Regions from separate parts of the Mus musculus genome. Here all the other regions are linked to region 3. Evidence: chromatin contacts called from public Hi-C, HiChIP or PLAC-seq and promoter capture Hi-C data. All regions are on one chromosome and are shown on one strand. The core of a region is the stretch at or near the end of the contact, and the rest is flanking DNA. Distances in the headings are between cores, read along the strand shown.

The links. Promoter capture Hi-C pulls out the DNA fragments that hold promoters and counts their contacts. A called contact is a pair of places that touch in the nucleus more often than the background predicts. HiChIP or PLAC-seq counts read pairs in DNA pulled down with a chosen protein or histone mark.
Region 1: an H3K4me3 HiChIP or PLAC-seq map of embryonic forebrain shows a contact between it and region 3, with 4 times the contacts expected there. The contact joins the enhancer-like site here to the promoter of Dnajc24 in region 3. A contact is called at or near these places in 11 of 39 promoter capture datasets (3T3-L1-derived adipocytes, the C10 cell line, the HPC-7 cell line and 6 more), 1 of 15 datasets of contacts at CTCF or cohesin (the NIH/3T3 cell line), 15 of 484 Hi-C or Micro-C datasets (B cells, LSK cells, Sertoli cells and 10 more), 8 of 115 datasets of contacts at active chromatin or transcription factors (bone marrow-derived macrophages, embryonic forebrain, embryonic hindbrain and 5 more) and 5 of 9 other capture datasets (adipose tissue, embryonic tail, embryonic trunk and 2 more).
Region 2: a promoter capture Hi-C map of embryonic stem cells shows a contact between it and region 3, with 4 times the contacts expected there. The contact joins the enhancer-like site here to the promoter of Dnajc24 in region 3. A contact is called at or near these places in 10 of 39 promoter capture datasets (embryonic stem cells, epiblast stem cells, hippocampal neurons and 3 more), 2 of 484 Hi-C or Micro-C datasets (embryonic stem cells and myocytes), 3 of 115 datasets of contacts at active chromatin or transcription factors (astrocytes, embryonic stem cells and neural tube) and 3 of 9 other capture datasets (adipose tissue, liver and pancreatic islet).
Region 4: a contact with region 3 is called in a Hi-C map of olfactory sensory neurons, with 2.2 times the contacts expected there. The contact joins the enhancer-like site here to the promoter of Dnajc24 in region 3. A contact is called at or near these places in 1 of 39 promoter capture datasets (hippocampal neurons) and 4 of 484 Hi-C or Micro-C datasets (cerebellar granule neurons, cerebellum, cortical neurons and 1 more).

The regions. Positions count from the first base shown.
Region 1 is chr2:105,687,824-105,693,250 of GRCm38.p6, reverse strand. It overlaps Pax6 (paired box 6), which reads right to left. Exons shown (of 12, transcript NM_001310144.1): 7 at 1,528-1,686; 8 at 975-1,057; 9 at 631-781; 10 at 399-514. Among named protein-coding and RNA genes, the nearest start is that of Pax6, 15 kb to the right of the region's middle. RefSeq lists enhancers at 2,824-3,324, 4,467-5,205. Within about 2 kb of position 3,045, at least 21 of the 459 cell types and tissues checked have an H3K27ac peak or open chromatin away from gene starts, as enhancers often do. A contact at or near this core is called in cerebellum, embryonic forebrain and embryonic stem cells, where this site is marked.
Region 2 is chr2:105,510,030-105,515,620 of GRCm38.p6, reverse strand. The region is part of intron 1 of 4930527A07Rik (RIKEN cDNA 4930527A07 gene); the gene reads right to left. Among named protein-coding and RNA genes, the nearest start is that of 4930527A07Rik, 36 kb to the right of the region's middle. Within about 2 kb of position 4,235, at least 10 of the 459 cell types and tissues checked have an H3K27ac peak or open chromatin away from gene starts, as enhancers often do. A contact at or near this core is called in embryonic stem cells, where this site is marked.
Region 3 is chr2:106,001,940-106,006,942 of GRCm38.p6, reverse strand. Dnajc24 (DnaJ heat shock protein family (Hsp40) member C24) reads left to right here and starts at 3,394. Exons shown (of 5, transcript NM_026992.3): 1 at 3,394-3,849; 2 at 4,868-5,003. The coding sequence starts at 4,907.
Region 4 is chr2:106,313,697-106,319,170 of GRCm38.p6, reverse strand. All of the region lies in intron 6 of Dcdc5 (doublecortin domain containing 5), which reads right to left. Among named protein-coding and RNA genes, the nearest start is that of Gm36036, 94 kb to the left of the region's middle. Within about 2 kb of position 2,545, at least 1 of the 459 cell types and tissues checked has an H3K27ac peak or open chromatin away from gene starts, as enhancers often do. A contact at or near this core is called in olfactory sensory neurons, where this site is marked.

The DNA.
Region 1 (5,427 bases), core at 1,796-4,295, 310 kb after region 3:
GCATTTATTAATACAAACCCACTAACGTAAACCTAAACTTTTTACATGCCAACATCTTTAGTACCTTTCATTATGCCCGAATTATTTCTACTTTGATACAAACATCCCTGGTAGCCGAAAGCGACCTCACTCCCGCCCGCCCGGCCTTCTCCAGCTAACATAATGATGAAAGGCACATTAACTTGACTGAACAGATAGAGTGTTTGTTTTCCAAGGGCATGAATCAATCAATCAGTCAATCAATCAGCTAAAAGAGGTTGGATTGACTGTCTCAGAGTTGACTGGTCAAGCTAATCACTGTCACAAGAAGGACTCCCAAGGGAGTAAATGCAATGAATGGGGTCTGCAAGCCTGAACCCATCCCTTGCCCTGTGCAGCAGGTGACCGTCCTCTCTTACTTGCATAGGCAGGTTGTTTGCCATGGTGAAGCTGGGCATGGGTGGCAAAGCACTGTACGTGTTGGTGAGGGCGGTGTCTGTTCGGCCCAACATGGAACCTGATGTGAAGGAGGAGACTGCAGAGGAAGAGAAAAGAGACAGAGAGAGGGCAAGGTCATTCATTACAAGGCAAGAGAAAGTCAAGGGCAGGCAAGGTTAAGAACCGTTCTTGGCAGGTGGGATTTCAAGTTACCAGGTGTGGTGGGCTGTGGGATTGGCTGGTAGACACTGGTACTGAAGCTGCTGCTGATAGGAATGTGACTAGGAGTGTTGCTGGCCTGTCTTCTCTGGTTCCTCAGTTTCTCTTCTCTTCTCCATTTGGCCCTTCGATTAGAAAACCATACCTGGAAATGCACAGAACAGGTTAGCCCTATGCTTGCTACCACTCGGCCACAAACAAAAAGCCCTCCATCCCCACCCTTACCCTAGAACAAGGGAGTCTTTGCAAACCTGACCATGATTATATCAGTGACTGGTATACAGCCAAGGCAAAATATAAGCATCCCAGTGCATAAAAACCACATGGTCCCTAGGTACCTGTATTCTTGCTTCAGGTAGATCTATTTTGGCTGCTAGTCTTTCCCGGGCAAACACATCTGGATAATGGGTCCTCTCAAACTCTGAAAGAGTAAGTTGATTTTATATATTATACCAGAACACAAGATAGTTCAGACACTGGATCAACCTAGCTTTTAACACCCAACTCCCATCTCATCCAGCCAATCAGACAGCTTGACAGTGTGCTGACTGTACTAGCAAGAACTTTCCCACCAGGAGCAAGTTTTCTTTGGAATGACATTTAGTGTTTGTCCTTATCTGTGGCCTAAGACAGTCAGATAGGTCATCATTTCCTTTGTCTGTCAGAATTGTAATATTTCAGTTTGCTGGTGTGTGAAAAGAAGAGAGAAAATGCATATGCGCGCACACACACACACACAAAAAAAAAAAAAACACACACACACTGAAAAGTGGGGGGGGGGGGCTTTTCATCCTTTATGCAAAGAGCCCTAGCTAAATTTAGCCCTTTGTGCTTTTGCTGTGGCATTTCCTTTGATTTAAGGTTTCTCTGCTTTGGAAATTTCCCAGTCACCTTTCTCCAGAGCCTCAATCTGCTCTTGGGTAAAAGATGTTCTATTTCTTTGCAGCTTCCGCTTCAGCTGAAGTCGCATCTGAGCTTCATCCGAGTCTTCTCCGTTAGAACTGATGGAGTTGGTGTTCTCTCCCCCTCCTTCCTGTTGCTGGCAGCCATCTGCAACAAAAAGAATAGGACAATAAGAGAAATCGGAACGGCATGGGGGGGCTCCTAATGGGACTCGGCACAGTTAGAAACTCCGAGGACTGGGTAATCTGCGCCTCCACAAAGCCTTCCTAAGTTAGTCAGATGGTAGCCTTCTTTGAATGACACCAGTTACCTGAGTCACATTCCTTGGTTTTCATTTAGATGAGACCTGACAGTGCTCTCGCAAGGTCTCTTTGAATGACAAAGCAAGCCAAAAAGTTTCCAGGCAAAATGATCTTTCCCTGCCGACTCTGACTCCACATCCAGTTCCCTTGCCCTACAGAAAGTATTTACCTATGGCTGTGTTGGGAAAATAGAGTGATGTGCACGATTTCAGCTGATCTATAATCAGTAATTCCTATCTAATCAATTAGATGTTGATAGGTTTGTAGAAAATGCTATTAAGAAACCAAACCAAGCTTGTAATCTTTTTAAAAAAATATTTATCTAGTTTTTATTTGAATTCTGCACAGTCAATTTCATTTTAAAGGTTGTGAATTTAGAAGTGCTTGCATTGTTCTGCAGTTTTATTCAACCATTGTGTGAGTGTGTTTCGCCTTGACACCTATTACGAGCACAGCTGTAATTATATCATCACCAAGAACAGGCTATAATTGCTGAAAATGGAATTTTATATTTAGATAAAAGGACTGTCCATTCTTTGTAATGTGTTGCACCAGAGAAAAGTAAGATTTCTTTTAAATTTTTAACGTGTAATTTTAAAAGAGAGACGGCGGAGAGTTCACTAACTAGCTAAATATGCTAAGCTGCAGCTGAGTCCTTGGCATATCATTTAAGTGGTACATTTTTAATTAGGGCATTTCCACCACTTTTAATGTAATTTCTATCATTAAACAGGGAAAGTTTCATTGTTTTCCTTTGCGCTTGGTGAAGAGCTGTGCACTTGGGCTAACCGGCTCTGCTGTGCACCTTTCGGGCAAGGCGGCAGCCTGTGGGAAGGAAAGGACTCAGGCCTTGGCTGGGCTTCCCAGGGCACTGCAGGCTGTCTTGGGTCCTGAGGCCTGTGGCCCCCACGGGATACCAACAAGAACTGTTCTCTCCGGATCCTAGAAACTTGGCTAGTTTGGGGGGAGGGGGCGCCAGGCCTCTGTGGGAATCGACTTGGCCAGGAATATCATTTATAACCAGGAGACAATAGGCCGCGCCTTCAAAGCGTTCAGGGAATTGTGACAGGATCTAGTGGGATCTTTTCAGGAACTTTGAAATGTTTTAAAACCCCAACTTTCTCCCCCATTTAAACAGGCGGATTCATCGGCACTGGCCACCATATGGGCCCTTGGAGATCTATTGAGATGACCACCAACACTTGAATAGCGAGGGGCTGCTTTTCAGCACCACACAATGCCCCGCGAGTAAGGGAAACTATTAAACTCCTGGGGCAGGAGCGTTGGCAAACTTTCGTGGGCAGAATTTTGAGGCCACAATAAGCACGGACAACAAAAGGATTCTCTCGAGGCGTGCAGCGGGCCACATTGTGTTACAAGAAGCTCAGTCAACAGACTTTTCAGCGAAGTGTGTTAACCCCTCTGCACTGCTATCATTAATCACTGTCCGGAGAGCGGGCGCCGCGGTGCTATTTAGGGCGCTTGGCTGGGGGGTGTGGGGGGGGTGGATGGGGGGCCAGGGTAGGGGGTGGAGGGAAGTGGGGAGGGTGGATGGGGACCAGAGCTGGGGCTGAGGGGAGGCTAAAGGAGAGAAGCTAAAGAGGAAGGATGGTGTGGGGGAGGGGCAGAGAAAGATGGAGGGCTCCAAAGAGATGGTGGTCAAAAAGGATAAGAAGGGACAGAGGGGAAATGTTGAGGAAAAAGAGACTGGAGAGTCGACGGAGAAGGGAGAAAACCACGAAAAGGAAAAGGAGGAGGGAGCGTGTATTGGTAAACAAGCCGCAGGCATCTTGCCCTACTTCAGATGAATGGGGGAGGGGAGGGTCGCCTGCCGAAGGAGACGCGCCGAACTCACGTGTAGGGGCACAAGTGGCTGTACTAATTTGCTGCCCCAGGTCTCTTGAGGACTCTTCAAAGTGGTCCCCCCACCCAGGGGGGAAAATGATGAGAGCCTGTTCCTTTTCCCTTTTATTGTCGGATTCGGTGAAGGAGGATACATTTTTGTCCCCCACCCCACCCCACCCCGTTGGAACTACTAAAAAAGTCCATCGGTTACTGCTTTTGGAAAACACAATCCTGCCTGGTCACTTATGCCTCCACCCAAAAGAAAAGCCCTGTCCCTTCTCTAGCACGTTAGATCTTGTCAATTAAACAAAGCTGGGGGTCTCCCTCTGAAGACGCCAGCACATAGCGTTTCTCTATTCTCATCTGCTTCTTGGACATCCTCTTCATTTTAAAGCATGGGGGTTATATTGACAGTCCTCCACGCTCAGGCACTACTTATAGATTAGCATGTGCTGGTTACATAAACCTAGGATTTGCGCTACCTTGAAAAATGATATTTAGGGACAAAAAAAAAAAAGTCTAGAGGAGCAGGAAAATGGCATTTAAACCCCGTTTTGCTGCTTCTTTTTAAAAGTGGAGTTAGAGAACGCTACGGGATTCACCGCCGCCTGCCCGCCCGCTGCCGCCGCCTCTTAACCAGCCCAGAAAGCAACCCTGAAAATGTGTTCACTACTTTAAAAGTAGCAAGTGTTTGCAGCCAGGTGACTGAGTGCTCACTTAGATAGAGCTGGAGGGTTTTTTGCTCCCTCCCCCCAACCCCACCCCCGCCTTTGGTGGCTTTACCTTCCACCCTTAAATCTTTTAAGAAACTAAAAATAGAAGTTAGAGCTTTCTAATTCCCCCACACGATAAACTTAAGTGGCAGACAATTAAGATATCTCCTTTAAAAGGCGTCCCCTCCTAGCGGCGCAAAGAAGGGACCTTCAATGGGCGCCGTGCACCTCCCAGGCTAATCCCAGAGAAGAGTGAAAGCGCCTCCCATTATCCCAGCCCCAGGACCATCTGACGCAGGGGATAGGATTTGTTTCCTGGAAGAAGAAGAGGAGAGAGAGAAAGAGAGAGGGAGAGGCGGGGAAACAGAAAAGAAAAAAGAAAAAAAAAAAGACGCTGGGAAATAAAATCATTCCTTAGTTTCTTAGTGTCTTAATCAGTGAGGCGGAAAACAAGCAAGAAAAGATAGCAACGCGGTTGCGGAACCTTTTCAGCTCCGGAGCGCAGATCAAAACATTGAAGCATCTGTTGAAAGGAGGCTGACTAAATCCTATAGAGGGCCTGGGTATTATGGGGGTTGGGGCGAGGGAAGGAGATGAGAAAAAGTGTCTTCGTGATCCCTAAAACCACCAAATCGCTGGAGAATTGGGGCTGGAATAGAGTCGTCTCGTTATTGTCAGCCCACGTCGTCAGGATTTTATTCACCGCCGCGTGGCGTAGATCAGATGGAAACCATATTTGTCTCCCTCAGAGACCTAACCTCTCCTTATGCTTCTGGAAATGGACTCTTTACAACCCCAGATCAGCCTCTTGGGCTGGAAAGGAGGCCAGGGAGGGAGGGAGACCCTCTTAGCACCAAAGGGCCAGAGAGATCCCCAGGAATTTAAGCCTGGATAGCTGACACCACAGACCGAAGTCCCCACGCCCAAGATTCTCCTTTCCAGCCACTCTTCCTCCCCACACTGGAGGCGGAGCAGAGAGCCTGGGGGAAAATGCACTTAGGTGGGGGTAAATAAGGTGGGTGGGTGGG
Region 2 (5,591 bases), core at 2,986-5,485, 490 kb after region 3:
TAGTTTCTGTCCAATACTGACACATTTGCTGCTTTCATAAAAATATATTTCTACCACCCAAAGTGCTAATTTGTTTTGACAGATGCTGAGGAATTGCCAAATATGGGGGGGGGGAAGCAGTCCTGGAAACCATAATGTAAAACTGTATAATTAGAGATGTTAAAAAATAGGAACACAACCACTGAGATATTATGATGTATCTCAATGTTTAAAAATAGCTCTTTAGGGCTATGCTTAGGAGTCTCAAGGCAATCGACTCACCAACAGAGGATCTTCGGAAGGCATGGTGTGGTACCAGGACAATTGTAAAAGTGGTGTTTAATTACTAAATATGCTGCCAACCACTTAGCAGTTCAATGAGATTTTCCCCCCAACTCAAAAGCCTATGGTATTAGTCATCAATTAGTAATTTTATTATAAAGATGTTTAATGTCAACACAACACTCTTCATTTCTGGCTGAGACACTGTGTGGTGGTGGCTGCAGTGTCTGATTTAGAAGGCTGACCATCTGCCAGGGCCTGTGCTCTCACAGCTGACTAATGCTCTCCCCAGAGGACTGGGGCTCCTTGTGTTTCTGTTGCTGTCTTTTTGATATCAAAGTGAGGTTGATAAACACATTCAAGTCACAATTAAAAAGCATTTTCACTGACCAGTTGCCACCGATGGCATCAGACAGCTTTGTTGTAGTAACAACTCGTTTAATGGTGTTGATGTGCAGGCGAGATGAAGTGCCCTTTTTCTGGTCCTTATCTAGCTCTTTAATTTTCTGTGACATTTCCAGGTACTAGGAATCAGATGAGGAACTGCCATTTGGTATACCTCAGGCAGAGAGGCAGAACAAATGCTGGGTTTTCAGGTTAAGGCTACAGGCTGGAAGATCCGTGTAAGCTAGAACTCACTCTATGAGGTATATAATATGTGGTTCAAGCCAGTCCAGCCATTACACTGCATCTTAATACACCAATATGGGAAGCCTGAAATGAAAAGCAGAATTCTCAGTTGCCTCTTTTACAGAGAAATCAGACTGTCTAGCTGTAGCTCTGTATGCTTTTTATGAAAGTATCTTACTTTTCTATTGCCTTGGTAAGACTGCACAACAAAGGCAACTTATAGAAAAACCAATATATGTAAGGCTTACAGTTCCAGAAGGTTAGAGTGTATGACCATCTTGGCAAGGGACATGGCAGCAAGCCAGCAAGCATGGCACTGGAGCAGTACCTGCAAGCTCACACCCTGAGAAACAACCACAAGAAAAGCAGAGAGAGGAAAACACTAGAGATGGCACCAGTTCTTTGAAACCTCAAAGCCTGCTCTTAGAGACAAACTCCTCCAACAAAGGCCACACCTCCAATCCTTCCCAAACAGTTCTACCACTCGAGAACCAGATGCATGAGTGATCAAACCACTACCGAGGTTACAGACACAGGTTAAAACAGGAGTGAACTGATTGGAGCCCAATACTTAGGGTGGTGAAGGAAGGTCTGGAAGTAGAGGAGCTTCCGTGCTAAAGGCTACTCAGGTAAGGCTACTCAGGTGAGTCTACTCAGGTGAGTCTACTCAGGTGAGTCTACTCAAGCTACAGAGCCGATATTATCTTTAGTTGTTTTGCTGTTTACAGAAAAAGGAAGTGATGCTTCAAGAAGTCTCTCTGATGCTGCTCACCTTTGGGCATATAGCTTGAGACTTTGGCACAGACTTGAAGGTCATGTAAACTTTACATTTCAAAGGAAACCAGGGCTCTGGAATGTGGAGAAAAGAGCTCAAGTGACACTGTCAGCTAGTGGCAGAGCTGAGATTCACAATGCCTCCCTTTGCACCCCTCGTCTGTCTCTTAAGAACTGTGTTGTCCAATAGGGCAAAGTGTGAAGAGCTACTACTTGGTATTGTTCATGAATGACCTAGGAAAGAGTCCAGGGCCTTATCCAAACATTACTGAGAACTTCTACAAGTGTGTGCCCTCAGCATTTGGACCACTCTGAGATGCATGGGCACAGCATGGACTTGGTAGTACCTGCTCATTCTTCCAAGCCATGGCGTTCTTAGAGCACTATCCACCACAGGTGTCTTGATTCTCAGAATACAATGAGCGTCGTCGTGGCAAGCAGGAAAGTGGGGGTTGCATTTGCTGCAGCCTGAGGGAAGCTGGATCTATGATAGAGTGGTCACCAGACTGAAGCTGATTGGTCTGGGTAAAGCCCTGGATCTCAGTCTGGCCTCCTGATCCTACCACTCCACTGTGAGGAGCTAGTACACATAAATTGTAAGATGAGACAAGTCCTCCTCTCACCATCTTGCTTTTCATCATGGTGGTTTTCACAGAGACAGGAAACCAACCTAGGAAAGTTCCCTCATGGGTTTCCATTTGTGAGGTCTGGGGCAATCTTCCTGTCATGGAGAAATTCCAGAAGAAAAGCAAACTGTAGCTGCCTGGAGAGCCTAAGAAATATTTCAGTATGCTGTAAGAGCTTTCTGGTCCTCCCTGGGTCCATTCCTGATGTGTTGTGGGTTGAATTATCTAAGAAGGTTTGCTTTTGACCCCTGAGCTTTAGAGTGGCCTTGGGAGCCACTGGAGCACTCAGAGTGCCTGGAAGAAAACCAAGGCAGAGAAGATACTGAATCATCTAGAAACATTCTTTATTCTAAACTGGTTTTATTCCTGCCGTCTAGTCTGTAGAGGAGGGAGGGAGAGAGAGACAGACAGACAGAGAGAGAGACAGAGACAGAGAGAGAACAGAGAGAGAGAAGACAGAAGAGAAGAGAGAGGAGACTATTAGCAGAATCAAGAGGTAGGTAGGGCACTGAAGGACACTAAAGCCAACTAATCCCCATCTGGGTCCCTCATGTGCCCTGATTTCTGACATTGTCACTGTCCTAAGTGGTGGTTAATGTTATCACATCTCCCAAGAATCAATCATGTGCTCTACAGTGGCATGTATTCCCTCATTTAATCTCAGTCTTGCAGGTAGGCAATGCTATCAACCTTCATTCTATTGCAGGGGCACTGAGCACTGAGATGCTGATAAACTTCTCCAGCTATTTATAGTAAGAGACTGGCTTTAAACCAGGCAATGTGGCTCTGGAACCCGCCTTGCCACTCTCTGCATCAGTTGGCTTTTATAAAGTGACACCAGAGAGACCTGAACATTTCTCCCAGTGTAGACTTCCGTTCACCCTACATTCAGTAAGCTCTTAACTATGTTTAAAGCTGAAAGAAGGGACGGCTTCTCCCTTTTCACCATATAAAAGAATCTGGGCCATCAGTCACATGACATCGAAGTTGGATGGGCTGGACCCACAAAGCCACTGAGTTATTGGATTGCTTAGGCCACTTTGTTCTGTAGAATGACATCTTTCATATCTCCTGAGGAGTAACAGAGCTCCTGGGAGACTTACTTATTTTTATTTTTGGTTGATTTATTTCTTTAAGTCCATTAATCTGGGAACATTGATGGACTTTGGGATATTCAGTTTCTATTGCTCTGACCCCGGGACTCATCCATTCTTTCCAACTCCAAGCATGTGTCCTGTGAATCCAGGAGGTGCTGGTGGGATGTGGTTCTGTCTGTGAAAATGCTAAATTGATTGCATCCATCCAATCCATATCTGTGTGCAGTGGGATTTGAACCTAAGAGGGGCAAGTGAATTAACCCTGTGCCCTCTTGGCCTGTCAACCCTCTAGGCAAAGCAGGAACCAAATGGAATCTCGCTCCTGCTAAGGGACTGCAGAGCTGCCAATCAGAATGAGAGGTCTCTAGAGGGAACATAATGAGTCATGGCCCCAGGGCAGAGGAGCCACGGTCCTGAGTCCTCAGCGGCACACGGCCATGGAAGCAAGGCATGCACTGGCATGTTTCTGGGCTAATAACAAGATATTTGATTTGTTCCTATAATGAAGGATTATGTCTAAGCACACCACTGAGTAGACTGTCAACACCCAGGTGGCCACTTTCCTAAGAAGCTGAGTGAGAGCACAGAGGTGATTTTTTTTTCCAAGGGAAATGCCTGCTTTCCATCCCCATCCAGGCAGGAGATAATAATCGCAGAGTCGATGAGCAGGTAAGGAGAGTTTCCACAGAACCACGGCCCCTCCCACCTTTTTTGACTGTGAATCCACAGGAGAAGGAAGAAGAAAAGAGAGAGAGAGAGAAAAAAAGCACCCTCTTTCCATGGAGAGCTCTGGGCAGTGTCAGCCTCTGGGTTGCTCGGATGATCTGGGGGCAGGCGTGGTAATCCACCTCTTTCACGGTGTCAGCCTCTGAGCAGAAAGAAGAAACTAGACAAGGTGTGCTCTGCGGGTGCGTTGGGCCTCTACTTTTCTTCTCAACCCTTTCTGGTGACTTTATCCAGCAGACCTTATGAACGCGCTCAGAAATTGTGCGGCTGTAGACTGTGTGGAGGTGTGCTCCGTGGCCCTAGAAATAGGATTCGTTCTCCTTGTGAGCTACACACTTGTTGTTCAATAGGACAGGAGCTTGAGTGCAAGTCCCACCCACTCTCAGCCATTTCCTGTCCCACTGCCTGACCTCCATCCCTCCTTACTCAAGTTAGGAAGACACTTTCCTTTTTTTCTGAACTCTCCTATCAGAGGGCCACCCTGCAGCCAATAGCCCCAGTGTTACACTTGTTCTCATTGGCCAGCATCAGGCAGCACCACAACTTCCCCCAGAGCTCCAGACCTATCACAGACCTCCGCTCCTGGGGCAGGCTGGTCATTCCTGAATTGAATGTCACACGCTCTCCTTCCTCTTGGCCATGATACTAGAAGGGAGTTGGGAGGTGCAGGGTGGGAGGAGCATGGGTATTGTCAGAGTTTCTCAGAGCTCTCTGCTAAGCTTGCTCTCCTTGGCCAGCCGACACTCAGAATCTCATGTGCCTGGGAGATACTGAAATGGACCCCAGCCATTTTTACAACCTGTGATAGTTTGAAGTCTTTGCCACAGTATCTGCTGTGGCTTCTGTTTAGTGGTCTAACTCCAGAGCCTACATACATTGTTTCTGCCCTTACCTCCTGACCCTCCTCTCACCACACAGACCGAAACCTCAGTGCCTTTATCTTCATGTCCTATAAGTCCAGAGTAGCTTCAGCATTGAGGAGGGAGACACGAGGTGGATTCTGGGGGCTTTCTCTCGTTCTTCGGTCTGTTTGTTCTTTCCTTCCTGCCCTTTCCCTTTTCTTAGATTTACCTGAGAGGAGGCATCTAAATCTCTTTACTTAAGACCAGCAGTTCTCAACATGTGAATCATGACCACAAAAGGGTTTGTGCATCAGATATCTTGTGTATTAAACATTTACAACCCTTAACAGTAGCAAAATTACAGTTATGCAAAATTATGGTTAGGAAAGCTTTGTTCTCCTCTGAAGCTTTGAGTTTGGCCACCATACTCTCTTGGGGTCTTATCCAAGCCCACCTAGACTAAGCATTCTCTCTCTCTCTCTCTCTCTCTCTCTCTCTCTCTCTCTCTCTCTCTCTGACAGATTTACTTATTAATATACATTAGTACACTGTAGCTGTCTTCTACACATCAGAAGAGGGCATCCAATCTCATTACACATGGTTGTGAGCCACCATGTGGTTGCTGGGATTTGAAC
Region 3 (5,003 bases), core at 2,145-4,644:
GTTTTGCAAATTTTATCTTGGGTATTCTAAGTTCCTGGGCTAATATCCACTTATCAGTGAGTGCATATTATGTGAGTTCTTTTGTGATTGGGTTACCTCACTCAGGGTGACATTTTCTAGTTCTATCCATTTGCCTAAGTATTTCATGAATTCATCGTTTTTAATAGCTGAGTAATACTCCATTGTGTAAACATATCATATTTTCTGTATCCATTCCTCTGTTGAAGGACATCTGGTTTCTTTTCAGCTTCTGGCTATCATAAATAAGGCTGCTATGAACATAGTGGAGCATGTATCTTTGTTATATCTTGGAGAATATTTTGCATATATGCCCAGGAGTGGTATAGCTGGGTCCTCAGGTAATACTGTGTCCAATTTTCTAAGGAACTGCCAGACTGATTTCCAGAGTGGTTGAACCAGATTGCAATCTCACCAACAATGGAGGAATGTTCCTCTTTCTCCACATTCTCGCCAGCATCTGCTGTCACCTGAGTTTTTGAACTTAGCCATTTTGACTGATGTGAGGCAGAATCTCAGGGTTGTTTTGATTTGCATTTCCCTGATGTTGAACATTTCTTTAGGTGTTTCTCAGCCATTCGATATTCCTCATTTGCGACAAATTCCTCTTCTAAGTACTCTAAATGAGTACAGTGTTTTCTTTAGTAGGCTACATCTTAAGCACTGAACCATCATTCCAACCCAATGGTTTATATTTATGTTTGTGATGGGTAAGTTTGCTTCTGAATATAAGTTAGTAAGAAACAAACCTATTTTAGAAGCTTGTTGAAACCAAGCTGATGCAAGGTTTTCTCCAGGCCTGAGGAGGAACTAAATCTAGGAACATGCTTGGCAGAGCAAGTAATGGTTTGGAACCAGGGTCTTGGGACCTCTTTCTTTAGGCCCTGATTGTGGATAAGGAAGATCCTTCCTTGTCTAAAACCATGAATATGCTTGGCAGAGCCAGTAATAACATGGAGACATGGTCTTAGAGGACCAGAGGTTTTCCTGAGAAATCAACTAACCCCACCCAGAAAAAAGGCGGTGGTTATCAGCCCCAAGGTCCTTGTGATTCACTTGAGATAGCCTGTCCCCTTTGTGCAATATTGTTTGTTAAGCTTCCTGCTGACTTCATCCTATTGTATGATAGCTTTCTGCTAAGTGTGTCCCATCTCCCTTAAAACCATATATAAGATACTGTACTTCTTAATAAGATTGACTGGTATAAGACATAGTTTGTGCAAGACCTCCTGACATCAGATTTCCTACCCTTTTAATCTTCTCATCCCCTAGTCCACTAGGCCTTGGGTCTCTGTCCCTGGAGTATGACCTTGTCCAGATTAGAAACCCATCACTCAAACTTGAAATGTGAAGCAAGTCAGCTTCCAGTGCTTAGCTTGTCAAATAAGAAAGGTTTCTTCCTCCAGAAGGCTGGCAATTCCACGGGGGAAACAGTTTCAATACATACCTCTAGAGACAATAATACATCACGGAATTGGAAGATTACAAATGAGTATTTTATACAACTTGCCATAGAAGTTGAAAGAAGTACTGTCTAATGATTCAACTACTATAGAAGGTAAATTAATGCCAGAATAAAATGCTAGGACTTTAGGAGGCAGATATAACTCAGAACGTAAAACAAGTGCTACCAATTCTGACAAGCTGAGTTCAGTCCTCAGGTCCCACATGGTAGAAGGAGAAAGCTGATGCCCATAAGTTGTACTCTGACCTCTAGCACATTCTGTGGCATACCCACACATAGAAATGCATGGACAGTAAAAATCAATGCAATTGGAAAAGAGTTATGACTTCATTCTCTAAACCTGCTTTGCTCAATGTTGTAGCTATTAATGATATGAGGCTATTGAAACTGAAAATAGGTAGTCCAGACTGAGAGGTGCTAATTTACATTATTCCATTTTATAATGAAACTATTCTGGATGTCAAATATAATATTTTCAAAGTCTCACATAGAGCTTGAATTTGGGGTTTGCTATATTTCTATTGAATGATGTTGTTCTAAAATGGAAATTAATGATTAGTGATCCATGTCAGAGCCATCTTGAGGAGTTTATTCAAATGTTAATTATTTGGATTATAAGACAAGCCATCTGTTTTTTTTTTCAATGAACTAAACACAACAACAGCAATAAGTTGTTTGTGAAGAAGTGAGTTTTACCAAATATATTTTCAGAAACAGAACCACCAGACTCAATGTTTCAAGTGTCTGAATACATACCCAAGCAAACCACCGATAAGACATCTTTGAAACAGAGAAAGTTAAAGAGAATGTATTTATTGGATGATATCAATTAAATATTGACAGCTTAGGTTGACCAAGGACACCTTGGAGATAAAGCAAAAAGTTCATCTCATTTAGTGCACAATGCTAGAATTCTTGGAGATGAGAATGAAAAGCATTTGTGAGTTCATATGAAAAAACATCAAACAAACTGGCTAAAGAAAATAAATTACACAATAACCTGATGGAATAGTATATCAAAACTTTTGTTCTCAAAATTGGACTTCTTGAACATATTTCTGTATACAGACAAGGGTCAAGAAGGATTATTTGAGGGCTAGGTAAGGTATATGGGGGCTTTCTTATAATATTGTACAGGGAGAGATTCACAATACTCACTATGCATTTTGGTAGGCTCACACACATAGTTTTCTAAGCCCAGGAATGAAGCTAGATCCTGCCACTGTATAATGGTCTTTGCTTTAAACATGACAAAATCTATCCATTGGAGAACCCAATCTGTGCTTTTATATTTAGATTTTAAAGTCAACTGTATCATTCTGCAGTTTTTCCTTACGTCATGCAATGCTCATTACAGTAAATAATTTATCCTATTAGAATATTTCCTACCTAATTTTATCTTTGGTGCTTCTTGAATTGATATTTGGAAGAAATAAGACAAAAGGGAAAGTACATCTAAGAAAGTAGCAACACCAAAACTACTTTGTATTGCCAAGGGAGATCATATTAAGGTCTCAAAACTAAGATGATTCTCATCTCCAGATACAATGGGGGGGGGGGGGGGAGAGAGAGAGAGAGAGAGAGAGAGAGAGAGAGAGAGAGAGACAGAACACAACAGCACAGTTCATTCTGTTAAGAACGCTGTTTCTACACCTGGATAATTATATACCCGGCCTTTGTCCTTGATTTGTTTCCTCATCTACAAAATAGTTCTAGCAACATCTTCCGCAGCTGTCTCACTGGGATGAAGCGAAAGCGACAAAGAGATAGAAAATGGGAAAGGATTTGCAGTTAAAAAATATTTTAAGTCAGTTGTTCAGGTTTAACGGAAATTATTAGGCATAATTTGTTAGCCATCCTCATCCTTATCACCAACTGCCCGTCCCCAGTATAAACAAATAGGACCGGAGTTGCTCAAGGTAAAGTAAGAGGAACCTAGGATGAAGGTGCACCTTAGGAGATGTAGAGGGATGCAACAATCGTGGTGTCGGGGCAAAGGAAGAATTAGAGCAAATTGAGGAAAGGCATTTCTCTGCGTACCTCTCACTGTTGACAAAACCTCAGAAATCCCGACGCGTTACCATAGCGGCCGCGTCTGGACTGGAGGCGGGGCCTTTCAGTAATGTGCACCAACAACTAGGGCGCGACTGGAAACGTACTCCCGCTGTACTCCAACTTCCGGCGGAAAAGAAAGTGGGTTCCGCTTTCCGTCCGGCTGCCGCAGCAAGTGGACTCCTGCTCCAAAGTGAAGCGCCATAAGTCTGACGCTGTGTGGAGCCAGGGGAAGGCATCAGCAGGGACAGCCTCGGTGGGGCGGACGCCTGCCTGTGGACGCCGCGTGTCCGCCAAGCTGCGGCTGCTTCAGGGTGAGTTGGTTTCTAAAGTCTGGAGGACTGTGGCATCCTGGAGTGCATAGCTTCGGGAGCAACGTCTTTATGGGCTGTGAGGATCTTTGCCCCAGCAAGAGGACTCCCCTTTCCCCGAGCCCGTGCGGTGCTGTCATTTTGTGCGTCTTTATTTTTACTCTAGAAGAAAGAAGCGAACCAGGGAAATTCAGGAACTATGTATGTCCTTAACATTTCTTTGGTATTCCATTCCTTTTATCTGTTCGTTTCATACATACTTATTAAGCTCCTGTGTGTTTAGTGAGCACCTGTATGCCAGTTTTGCCATTAGATAAGAAATACCTTTTTAAAATTTTAATTAGGTATTTTCTTCATTTACATTTCCAATGCTATCCCCAAAGTTCCCCATACCCCTCTCCCCCCCCACACACACTCTCCTACCCACCCACTCCCACTTCTTGGCTCTAGCGTTCCCCTGTACAAAGTTTGCAAGACCAATGGGCCCTCTCTTTCCACTGATGGCCGACTAGGCCATCTTCTGATACATATGCAGCTAGAGACAAGAGCTTCGGGGGGTACTGATTAGTTCATATTGTTGTTTCACCTATAGGGTTGCAGACCCCTTTAGCTCCTTGGGTACTTTCTCTAGCTCCTCCATTGGGGGCCCTGTGATCCATCCAATAGCTGACTGTGAGCATCCACTTCTGTGTGACAGCTATATCAGGGTCCTTTCAGCAAAGTCTTGCTAGTGTATGCAATGGTGTCAGCGCTTCTTAGAAGCCTATCCATCACCCAGGCTCATTATCAATTTCTTTTTATAACATTGTAAATTTATTTAGGTGATATGCATATTCCATGAAATATTTAATAGGTTTTCAGTATCTTTATATCCTTGTATCCTTGTACATGGCATTTATGGGACATTTAAAATGGAAATATAGACTTTCTTGGGCTTGCAATTTACTCAAGTAGTAAGGAATCTAGGAGGAATATTTCTTTATTCTGGTTGTAATGAATTGCTGTAACATTTCTGCTGCAGGTCATCAGAGAAGGCTCCCTTCTAGGTCAAAGGACGCTGATGGCTTTGGAGCAGACACTCAAAAAGGATTGGTACAGCATTCTGGGTGCAGACCCATCTGCAAATATGTCAGACCTAAAACAAAAATATCAGAAAC
Region 4 (5,474 bases), core at 1,296-3,795, 310 kb before region 3:
TGTGACTTCAACTCATTAGGATGTCTTTAAAATGAGCTGGTCAAGTTCAGCATACACTGTTCAACATTCACACAGAGCAGACACCATTAGACTGCAGAGTTCTAGCGCAGCATGAGCTTTTATGTAAAAGCAATAGACCTCTTAATATGCTGCATTATAAATGAAGCGCTGACAGACCCTTAGCTGTAATGGCACTAGCAAGCCCAGCTATAATGACAGTACATGTGCATAACATAAATTAGAACATAGCATTAGAAAGTTCTCAGATCCTTATTCTCAACAGCTAGCACTAGGTGGAGACAGTGTCTTGTACAAAACTCACAACAGGCTTTTCCTTGCCTGGAAAGCTCCTATTTAACAGCTTCCATTCTTTTTCTTCAGTGTAAAGCAGGGTACTGCATTTCTAATAAAAGCATTATTTAAAACAAATATCTGAGATGTAGAAGAACCAAGCTGAAAATATACAGTAAGGCATAAACTCCACATGGCAACTCATTCTATGAGGACTATTTAACTATTTTTGACAAAATTCTACTTAAAATGCTTTGATGATTGTCTTCTCCATCCATAAAAACATGGCTGAAGTTATAATATTCTTCCTGTTTTGTCTGAACCAAAAGCAACAGAAAATAAGGTTAGTCCTTAATATTTTTGGTTGAATGGTATCTTCTTTTAGAAATACAGTTCAATATTGACTCTGTTAATTCTAATCTGATCATTTTAGGCATAACACCAACATAATGCCCTATTGAATGCATCTGATGAAGACACAGAAAGTGGTAACACTTTACATGGTGTTTTCAGAGTCTTTGGTAAAGCTATGATATTGTGGCCAACTCTAGATATATGTGTGAGACTGTATGCATCAAGATAGGAAGGTATTATTTGACACTCTTGGGATTTAGTTACAAACTAAAACAGACCAGAATGTACCCTAGTTGAAAGAATTTTCTCTTGAAACTCTCTTGGGATACAATAACATTTCTCAAGCAGTGTAATGAACATAGTAATAAAATGATGCAATATATAATTTGAGTCTGATTTAGAAAAATAATAGATATTCAAACTCCAACCCAAATCAGCGGCAGCTTACAAACGTGCATGTCAAATGTGAATTCAAGTGCCGTGACTCTTAAGGGAATCAGTTAACTTTTTGCTTGATACAAAGACCTATTTCTTTACTTAACTGATTGCTTTCCCATTTTTAAGATTGTTTAAGCCGCTAGATTAGACCACATAGATTTGTCTATAATTAAGGCTGAGGTACACAATTCCTCGAAAACAGTGAACAGTATGATTCTAGACAATGCAATAATACATTTCATGCACTGACTTGGATAAAATTCATTTTATAAGACCAACATTAAGTGCCCAAACTCTGAAGAAAAAAATAAACATACAAATTGTAGAAGCAATAGTAACAATGTCCTACTTTGATGAGATTTGATAATAGCCCCCAAAATCTCATTAATTTGAATGGTAAGAAGAATTGTAAGGTTCAAGTTGTGTACATAAGAAAGAAATAATTCAGAAAAACAACAGAATACACACAAGCTGACCTTGAACCCCACCCAAGATTTAGAAGATTAGATGCACAGCTGAAAACTTGAAGATTACTCTTCAGTCTTTTACCAGAACAATGTAGGAAGTGTTTTAAGTATTTACCTTACAATGTATTGACTATTAAATATAAAAAAGTAATTTATGTTAATAAATCAGAAACAGGATCCTGAAGAATGAAGCATTTATTGTTCTGTGATTCTAAAGCTTAGAGATTAAGTAACTTTTACATATTAAACATTGTTCTATTTTATTTTGGAGTTTTTGGATAAAATAACAAATATAAGTTTTGATCTATGTTATTTCATACCCACCTTAGCTTTGTCTTTGACATTACTTTGACAACTAGATTAAGCAGAAGCTGCATTTTAGTAGCAATTAAGAGGCAAGAATAATAGGCCTATAGTCATAATCAACCTCAAGGCATTGGGAATTTGTAGGAATGAGAGATTGTTTCAATTATGATGCTGAAAATGATACTTATTTCAACAATTTATCTGTCTTTATATTATATTTAATTAAAGATCATTGAGGTGATTTTTAAAAGGTTATGTCATATAGTGGGAGCTCAGGTGGGCTTATTATGAGCTTATGTGGCTCATGGTATGAGCATCATGCATGTATCTAGGAAAAACAAATAGATACCAAGCCAGTCGTAACATCTCTTGGAAGTTTGTTTTGTGAAAATGTCTTTTACCTGCTCTATGTTGCTTTTCTAGTTGGGTGAGTTTTCTGGCTATTTAGATTCTGGATCCATAGGAGTAATCTATATTCCGCTCTAAAACCCTATCATTATCTCCTGGACTCAGGGGTTTCATACTTGGTGTAAAAGCAAGTTCTCTTTGCAGCTATGGAAAGCCTCTACCAAGTGCAAGCTTTGTAAGAAAAATAAAATAAAATATAAAATAAGACCTCTTTTACTGAGTGCTTGTTTAGGCTGGAACTCCCAGGAGACTCTAGGTTGCAGCATCTGCTTCCCAAAGGATAGCTTTGGTATGTCATGTATTTAGCAGATAAACTCTCTGAAGTTTCCATATTTATTTTCTGCAAGTAAGGGAGATGATAATGTCTATTGATCCATATGTCTCTTTGTGTGCCTAGGCTAGACATCACAGGAAATGTAAAGAATTTTGATGTGGTCCAACCCTCAGGAAAGTTAGAGTTACTTATTTTTATGATTTTCTTTATTTTGCATGTGCATTAATGGAATGTGGTGAATTGTGTGGCATGCGTGTTTATGTGTATACAGGGAGCATGCATCTGTACACATCCACTGAGGCAAAAGGAGGACATTGACTGGCCTGTCCCTTCACTCTTTTATTCTTTTGAGACAGGGTCTCCAACCAGACCTAGAGCTAGGCTCTTGGCCAGCAAGCCCTAGAAGTCCTCTTGTCTCCCTGTCCCCACCATTCTCAGGTTATAGGTGTGTGACCACACCCATCTTTTATGTAGGTGCTAGAATCTGAACTCAAGACTTCAGGCTCCTGCTGCAAGTCTGCTACCCACTGAAACATTTTTATAGCCTAAACTTACAGCACTTCAAAAGGATGCTAAGAGTTTGTACATGGAAAGATTTTGTTTAAAAACAAAAACTAGCACAATGTAAGATAAAATATAGGAAAAAATGACATCCAACAAGTCATTATAGCAGATGCCTTGAAGGAAACTAGAAATATGCTCCTTACAAGCAAAGAAGCTGGAGGAAGTTAAAAGTAGTTTCCTGAGGTCTGAAGTCTGGGGTTGGAGATTATTCCAAGATGTTTCTATTTGCATACCCAGTGAATTATGGAGTGGATATTTCCTTCCTTCCTTCCTTCCTTCCTTCCTTCCTTCCTTCCTTTCTTTCTTTCTTTCTTTCTTTCTTTCTTTCTTTCTTTCTTTCTTTCTTTCTTTCATTAGATATTTTCTTTATATACATTTCAAATGCTATCCCAAAAGTTCTCCATCCCCTCCCCCTGCCCTGCTCCCCTACCCACCTACCTACTCCCACTTCTTGGTTTCTTGGTCCTGGCATTCCCCTTATAAAGTTTGCAATACCAAGGGGCCTCTCTTCCCAGTGATGGCCAACTAGGCCATTTTCTGCTACATATGCAGCTAGAGACACAGCTCTGGGGATACTGGTTAGTTCATATTGTTGTTCTACCTATAGGGTTGCAGACCCCTTAAGCTCCTTGGGTGCTTTCTCTAGCTTCTCCATTGGGGGCCCTGTGTTCCAACTTATAGATGACTGTGAGCATCCACTTCTGTATTTGCCAGGCACTGGCATAGCATCATACAAGACAGCTATACCAGGGTCCCTTCAGCAAAATCTTGCTGGCATATGCAATAGTGTCTGGGTTTCATGGATGGAGTGGATTTTAACCATCACTGCTCAGGATATGTCTAAAGAGCTTGGTGGGCATGAAAAAGAGAGTAGTGTTTTTTTTTTAAGTACCTTGTATTGAGACGTATTTCTCTAGATATCTTTGAAAGTCTGTAGATATCATGTTGTCTTTTGGGTTCTCTGTCAGCCAAGGATCCCAGAAAATAGATGGAAAAAATAAATAAGGAGAAATCAAGAAAGAAAGAAGGCCACAGTAGTGGTCCCATGTCAATCAAAAACTTTCTAAGGAGGAGAAAAGATGGAGTCACAAAGCTCTGAGGGGACAAGGAAGAATAAATATTAATAGGAAATCTTCATACATAATGAAGCAACAAGGATCCTTTGTCTAAAGTTGGTTCTAGCAATCATCATCCAACACGTGTTTAGCATCTGGATTAATAATGCAAAGGCTCAGGGAACTAGGCAGTTCCTAGTCTTGAGTAGCCCCAATTTGCCAAAGGGAATGGACCAATGGAAGAAGTCCCAGGGACAGGGGAGCAGTAAGTGCATGCACCATGGTCACACAGTTCTGCAGCGACCTAACCAATGGCTTACCGCTTCCCTCCAGGGAGTTGAAAGGTTAATGAAAAGATAATGGGAAGTTAGTCCTCAGGTGTCAGAAGGGAGAATTGCTAAACTTCTTACATATGCATTGAATATGTATTGAATAAATAAATTACTAAGAAACTATGTTTAAAACCCAGCCCGAGAGGAATGGAAGAATGGCTCAGACAGTAAAGCATTTGTCTTTTAAGCATAAAGATCAGAGTTTGACTCCCCAAACTTATTAAAACAGCCCAATTTATGACACTGCTTATAATTCAGTGCCAGGGAAGCATACAGGAAGATCTTAGGTTCTAGCCTAATTTTTGAGCTCCACACCAGTGAGATTCTGTCTTATAAGAGGTGACAGCACTTGAGAGAGGATGAAGGTTATTTTCTGTCGTACATATATGTACTGAGTATACACAAACACACAACACAAGTGTAAGTGATAAACAAGGGGCTACCTGGTGGGGTGGCTCAGTGGATAAAGCATTTGCTCTGAAAATGTGGATCAAGGTTCAGATTCTCAGAACTCATAGAAACTGGAAAGGTTTGGACATCACTTGTAACACTGGGACTCACGAAGCTGAGATGGGGAATACCCAGGGCAACATGGTTAGCCAAGGCTAGCTGAGTCAGTGAGTGTGCCAAGTTTGGTGAGAGATGTTGCTTCCAAAAAACAAAAATGTAGAGTGATCCAAAGAAGCCCAGGTGCAACTCTGGACTTCTACACATGTGCCACCCACATCCATCCACACCAATGTTCCTATATAGACTGGAACACATATACAGGTGTGCATCCTACGTGTGCGAGTGCGCATGCGCGCGCGCACACACACACACACACACACATACACACACACTGCATAGATAAATTTGGCTGAGAATTGTGAGTTCTCATGCAGTATATATATATATACACATATGTATGTATATATATGTGTGTGTGTGTGTGTGTGTATGTGTACACACACATATATATATATGTATGTATGTATATCTGTCC